Linked DNA regions of Ovis aries: region 1 is linked to region 2. Evidence: chromatin contacts called from public Hi-C data. All regions are on one chromosome and are shown on one strand. The core of a region is the stretch at or near the end of the contact, and the rest is flanking DNA. Distances in the headings are between cores, read along the strand shown. Region 1 overlaps HIP1R (huntingtin interacting protein 1 related). Region 2 holds the start of PITPNM2 (phosphatidylinositol transfer protein membrane associated 2).

The links. A called contact is a pair of places that touch in the nucleus more often than the background predicts.
Region 1: a Hi-C map of hypothalamus shows a contact between it and region 2, with 2.4 times the contacts expected there. The contact joins the enhancer-like site here to the promoter of PITPNM2 in region 2. A contact is called at or near these places in 2 of 16 Hi-C or Micro-C datasets (hypothalamus and liver).

The regions. Positions count from the first base shown.
Region 1 is chr17:52,716,086-52,718,785 of ARS-UI_Ramb_v3.0, forward strand. The region is part of intron 1 of HIP1R (huntingtin interacting protein 1 related); the gene reads right to left. Among named protein-coding and RNA genes, the nearest start is that of HIP1R, 13 kb to the right of the region's middle. Within about 2 kb of position 1,381, at least 15 of the 54 cell types and tissues checked have an H3K27ac peak or open chromatin away from gene starts, as enhancers often do. A contact at or near this core is called in hypothalamus and liver, where this site is marked.
Region 2 is chr17:52,431,998-52,434,705 of ARS-UI_Ramb_v3.0, forward strand. PITPNM2 (phosphatidylinositol transfer protein membrane associated 2) reads left to right here and starts at 1,423. Exons shown (of 28, transcript XM_060401114.1): 1 at 1,423-1,798. MPHOSPH9 (M-phase phosphoprotein 9) reads left to right here. Exons shown (of 22, transcript XM_060401124.1): 22 at 1-2.

The DNA.
Region 1 (2,700 bases), core at 131-2,630, 280 kb after region 2:
GTGAGCCACAAGGCGAGATCCTGCCCGCCACAACTAAGACCTGACGCAGCCAAAAATTAAATAAATATTTTTTAAAAAGAAATTCTCTAACCTAAGCAAACCAGACCACTCGGGACTTTTCTTTCACTTGATACGTGCAGCTCAAACTACAACTAACGCTCGATGCCGCCGCCACTGAGAGCATCTGGAGTCTGGGAAATAAGGCCAAGGGCCAGCTTGTGCTGCAGGAGAGCAGCTCTGATCTGGAAACTGCAGGTGGTTCCTTCTCCCCAGAAGGTGTGGCCCCCTGGGGCCCTGGGGACAAGGCCAGTCCCCTCCTGACAGCTTCCATGGGTCCCGCTTCTCGGAGAGACTGCTGAGCCTTCCAGGACTCCACCAGGAGATGCATGTCACCCCCACTTTACCCCGGGGCCTGGCCTAGAGCGACGAGGCCCCCACAGCCACTACGTGGAAAACCAGGAGACACCAGGTCCCATGGCCTGTCTGCGCGCATGCTGGGTGGGCAAGTCCTGACTCAGCTCCCAGCCCCACTGACCCAGTGACTGCAACCCAGCAGGGGTGGCAGGAAGGGGGACCCACCTAGCACACGTGCTGCCCCGACTCAGGCTCCGAGCAAGGTGGCAGTCTCGGGCCCCTCCCACCTCCACCTGCTGGAGTCTTGTCCCCCTGAGCTCAATGCCTCCTCTTCCAAGAAGGCTTCCTGGATATGACTGCTCCCTCACCAAACGCTTGGGGCACTGTCACCCCGACTCCACTCACCCAGGAACCACCACTGGCCCTGGGCTTGCTCATTCATATGTTTTAATTCTCCACCTGGTGGCAAGTCTTGTAAGCCTCTGTCCACCCACCTAGCCCTGAGCTTGTGGATCGAGTGAGAAGAGCTGCTGGTTGGCAGGAGGGTCGGGACGGGGTCCCTGCCCAGTGCAGACACCTCTCCAGCTCAGCAATTCTCCCAAGTCCCCCACAAGTGCAGCCCCAGGCTGTCCAGGGAGCTCTCGAGGCTGGGCAAGGGGGTCCCTGCTCTCCCTGCAGCCCGGTCCTGCCCCGACTTGTCTGGAGCGGGCCCAGCTGTGGTGGGAGCAAGACAGGATGGAGACAGAGCCCTGAGGGGCAGCGGGTGCTTCCTTTCTTTCTAACCCGGAGGCCACTCTGCTCTCCACCTCTGGAGCGGGGACAACAGGACCTGGTGCTGCTAGGCGCGAGGTGATCTCACTCATCTGTGGTCCTGCTGTGACTGACTGGAGGCCTGCTCTGCGAGGAGAGCAACCCCAAGAGCCATGGCCGTGCTTTCTGCTCCGGCTCCCGGACCTGGGAGCGGCTGGGGCTGGGCTGGCCGGGCCCCTCATGCCCACCCCAGCCAGGCCGCCTGACCTCCTTTCACACACAGCACCCATTGTGGCCATTCCTGGGGGCTTGGGGAGAGCTGGGCAGTGGTACACAGCACTCTGGGTCCTGGGGGGGCGGCTCCCCCAGCATCAAGGGCCAGGCTGGGGGCGCAGCTCTGGCCTCTCTGTGGACCAGGGTCCTGAGAGGACACAGGCCGGTTCTGGCTCCCCTTACGTGAGAAGCCTCGGCGAGCCAGACACGGAAGGCTCCCTGGCCATCTGTTCCATGTTTGCTGGCCCTCTGCCAGCTCCACCTCCCTGAGGCCCCGGCGCCTGCCCACGATCCACAGGCATCAACTGTGAGAGGAGCCGGCCTGGGTGTACTGCTGCTGGCCTGCCAACCTCATGCCCCACCGGGCAGAGAACTTGCCCCAGAGGCTGAGGACAGAGATCAACAACCAGAAACGCCTGGGCACTCCCCTGCACCAGGTCCAGGCAACACGCTCCCAGCGGGCGTGAGCCCACTTTCCTGATGAGGAAACTGAGGCTCCGGGAGCTTGGGTATCTGTACAGCTAATAAGGGCACAGGCAGGTCTGGCTGTGTCCTAACGATCCTGCAGTCCAGCTCCCAGGCCTCTCCTTCCAGCACAGGTAGAGAGCTGGCAGGGGTGGGCACATCAGCCCATGAGATGGGAGTGGGCCCGTCTCTGGGGTGTATAACCCCATCCCCCAACTGCCCTGACACTTGAGCTGGCTCTGACGACTGCCACCTGGCCCGCAAGACCATGGGCCAGCACAGAGGAGGGCCACAGGTGCAAAGCAGGCTGCCCCGAAGGCCGGGAGATGCCAAAACGTCACCTGCAGTCAGGCTCAGCAGGCACTCTGCCCTCCCGCTGTCCTGGGGCCTGACCCCAGACCCCAGGAAGGGGGCGTGCGGACACCCCTCCCTCCTGGAGGCCAGCCCCCCGTCCCTCTTCCCCTGGCCTGCAGCAGAGACCCACCCTGCCCAAGTGGGCGGGCTGGGGCCCAGCAGGGGAGCCGGGAGCAGGGCTCACCTCCCTGCCCTCCCGCAGCGTCAGTCCAGATGTAAGCGCCCTCTCGTGGCTGGGCCTGGACCCCCAGGAAGCGTGCCTGGCCTTCCCTCTGGGGAGTCAGCTCGCGGGTCCCCTTCCTCCCACTGCCCTGCTTCAGTCTCCCCTGATTTACGCTTCTCCACGCGCTCAGCACCCCTGACAGTGTCCTTACTCACCCCCCACCTCCCTTCCCCCGAGTCCATGTCAGTGCCATGGGGTGCACATGGAAGGTTTCCAGAGGCAGCGAGGGAGGCTCTGGGGACCCAGCAAGACGTGGGTGACTCAGGCCCCTCCCGTCCACC
Region 2 (2,708 bases), core at 173-2,672:
AACATCTGTGCTATCAGTGTGTTTATTCCTGCTGGCCAGTTGTGGGCTCTGGTTTTTAATGGTGTTAAGTCCTCTGAGTTACTGGTTTGGGAGCAGGTACCGCAGGGTTACAAGGGCAGCTGTCCAGGGCCTCTGTTCTGACTGGCCTACAGGCAGAGAGCCTCACTCCAGAAATCTATATGCTCTGAAAACTTTTTTTTTTTTTACCTTTATCAAAAAAGTAAAGGTCAAGGCAGAAGTAGCAGTGAAAGGACCTGTCACCCAGTTTGGCTTCCACAGATCCTCAGGCAAGGAGGACACCTGTGTAGGAGATAGACGATGACTCAATCCCTGGCCTACTCAGAACAGCAGCTGGGGCTGGAAACCTTTACTGGGTCTTAGGGTGCCTCTTGGTGGAGGGAAGGAGTTGGCCCATTCAGTGTCCAAGGAGATTGGACGGCCTTTGGTCTGGGTTGTTCCTCTCTGACTTGATCTGAACTCATCTTGGGCTGCTTTTAACTTCACCTTACACTTGCCCTCCCAAGGGGAAGGCTCCCTGCCTCCTTTCAACCTGAGAAAGTGATACTTGGTGATAAGTAAACTACTCCTAGGTTTGGGGTGTGCCCTGTTTAATTCAGTTACTTCAAATCTTTATAAAGCCATCCTTGCTTAATCTAAATATATACTTCATGATTTAAATAGCACTCAGTACCCTCTTGGTCCAACTGGAGTGTCCAGTCTGGTCGGAATATCAAGATGAAGCTATTTCTGATCCTCTGCCAGTTCCTTCTTGAGGTCAGGGGCTAGATCTTACCCTCTGGCTACTATGACTGCCACGCCTTCTGATTGCCAAAGAGCATTTTCATTTTTTGGTCCAGACCATATTTGGTGTTCTGAGGAGAGAACTCCTGGTTGCCTCTATTTCTGCAAATCGGGTTGGTAACGGATAAAAGCACCAGGTGTCAAGGTCTGGACTTCCATTGACTACCTTTGGTTTGCCCACACATTCCAAATGCCTTCCTTAGTGTTCCGCTGCTCGTTCCCCTTGATTTTGTTATCTTACTCCCAAAGGACTCAATTTTTCCTTTTTTTTTTTTCCCCCTTTTCTGTAAATCTGCTCATTCCTTTCCCCTGGTAGTGTTGGGGTGGTGGTGGTGGGGGAGAGTGTTTCCTGGCAAGTGAGGCTCACAGTATTAAAAGGGCCAAGAGGTCGTGGGCCGGGGCCTCCCCTCATGGAAGTGACCTCCAGGCCTTTCCCGGGGTCGCCCGGGCGAGCGCAGACCTGACGCCCGAGCCGGGCCAAGTTTGTCGGGGTTTCTCCCGGCGGAGGCTGGCCCTCGCGGCGGGCGGGCGGGCGGAGGCGGCGGGCGGCTCCGCGCGTGGCCTGACGGAGGCGCAGGCCCACCGCCGAGTGAGGGAATGCGAGGCGGGCCCGGCGCGCACGGGCAGCAGCGGCCGCTGGGGCGCGCGGGGCACGGCGGCGCCGCCGTGTAGAGCTGTCAGGCCGGTCCGCGGGCGCGCCCGGCCCCGCGCCCCGCCGGCCGCCGCCTCCATCCCCGCCCGCGGCCCCCGCTCCGAGCGCCCAGACCCGAGGCGGCCCGCACGTGCGCCCGCTCGCCGCCCGCCCGCCGACGGTCGGGGAGCATGCCCGCGGGAGCCCGGCCGCTCGCCCGGGGCCAGCTGGCGGCGGCGGCGGCGCGTGGAGCCGCGGGGCGCAGCCGGCCGGGCCGGGGCCACCGGGCCGGAGTCTCCCGGGCCGCGTGAGGCGGCGGCGGCCCAGCGCGGCCGAAGAGGACGGAGCAGCGCCGTGCAGAGCGGGGTGAGTGTCTCGGCTGCCCGGCCGGAAGGCGGCGCGGCTGGGCCCCCTCCTCAGGGCCGCAGCGAACCCCGGGGTGGGGGCGGGCTCGGGGGCGGGGGCGGGCTCGGGGCGGGGACCCCCCCCCTCACCGGCCGGGCAGGCGGCGGCTCCCGGAGGCCCCGGCCCGCCCTCCTGGTCGGTGCGCGGAAAAGTGGGAGACCCGGGCCCCCAGCCCCGCGCTGGGAGGAGGGTGTGGCGCGCCGGGACCGGGGCTGAGGAAATCCGCCTCCGACGCCCCTACCCCAAGCACGGGCCCTCCGGATTCGGGGGGTGAGGGGCCCAATGCTAATTCCGAATTTCCGTCGGTTCCGGCTGGGGCGCGGAGGGCTCCCCTCCCCCAGTGACAAGTGTCACGGCGGCGCAGGGGCAGGTGTGTGTGCGGTGCTGGGCCTGCCCCGGCCGGCCCGCGCTCCTGACCGAGGGGTCGGGAGGAAGTGGTGGCCACAGCCCTCCGGCCAGCCCTCTGTGCTTCTCTCCTCCTCCAGCCCTGGCCTGCCTGGGTGGGTACCCGGGGCCTAAGCGTGGGGTGTGGCCCTCAGAGAGAGGGGGCCAGGACTTGGAAGAAGTGCTCCCAGGTGTCCCCCTCGCTGGAGGAAAAATCTAGCCAATCTCCATCCTGTGAGTCGCCCTTTCCTGTTGTAAAACCTGCGGTGCCAGCTCTGTGTCTGAGCAGCCATCTGCCTTCCTATCCCTCTCAGCTTTTCTTATGGGGTAGGGGGCCGGGGGCGTGCAGGGCCGCTGGGTGACTTGGGGAGGACAAAACTCTTGAGTCCCCCATCCCCCATAACGTGCAGCTAATTCTCTCTTAGGGAAACCTCCGATGGACGTTCTGAGTAAATAGAGTGTGTTTGCTAGGCAAATGTCATTTCAA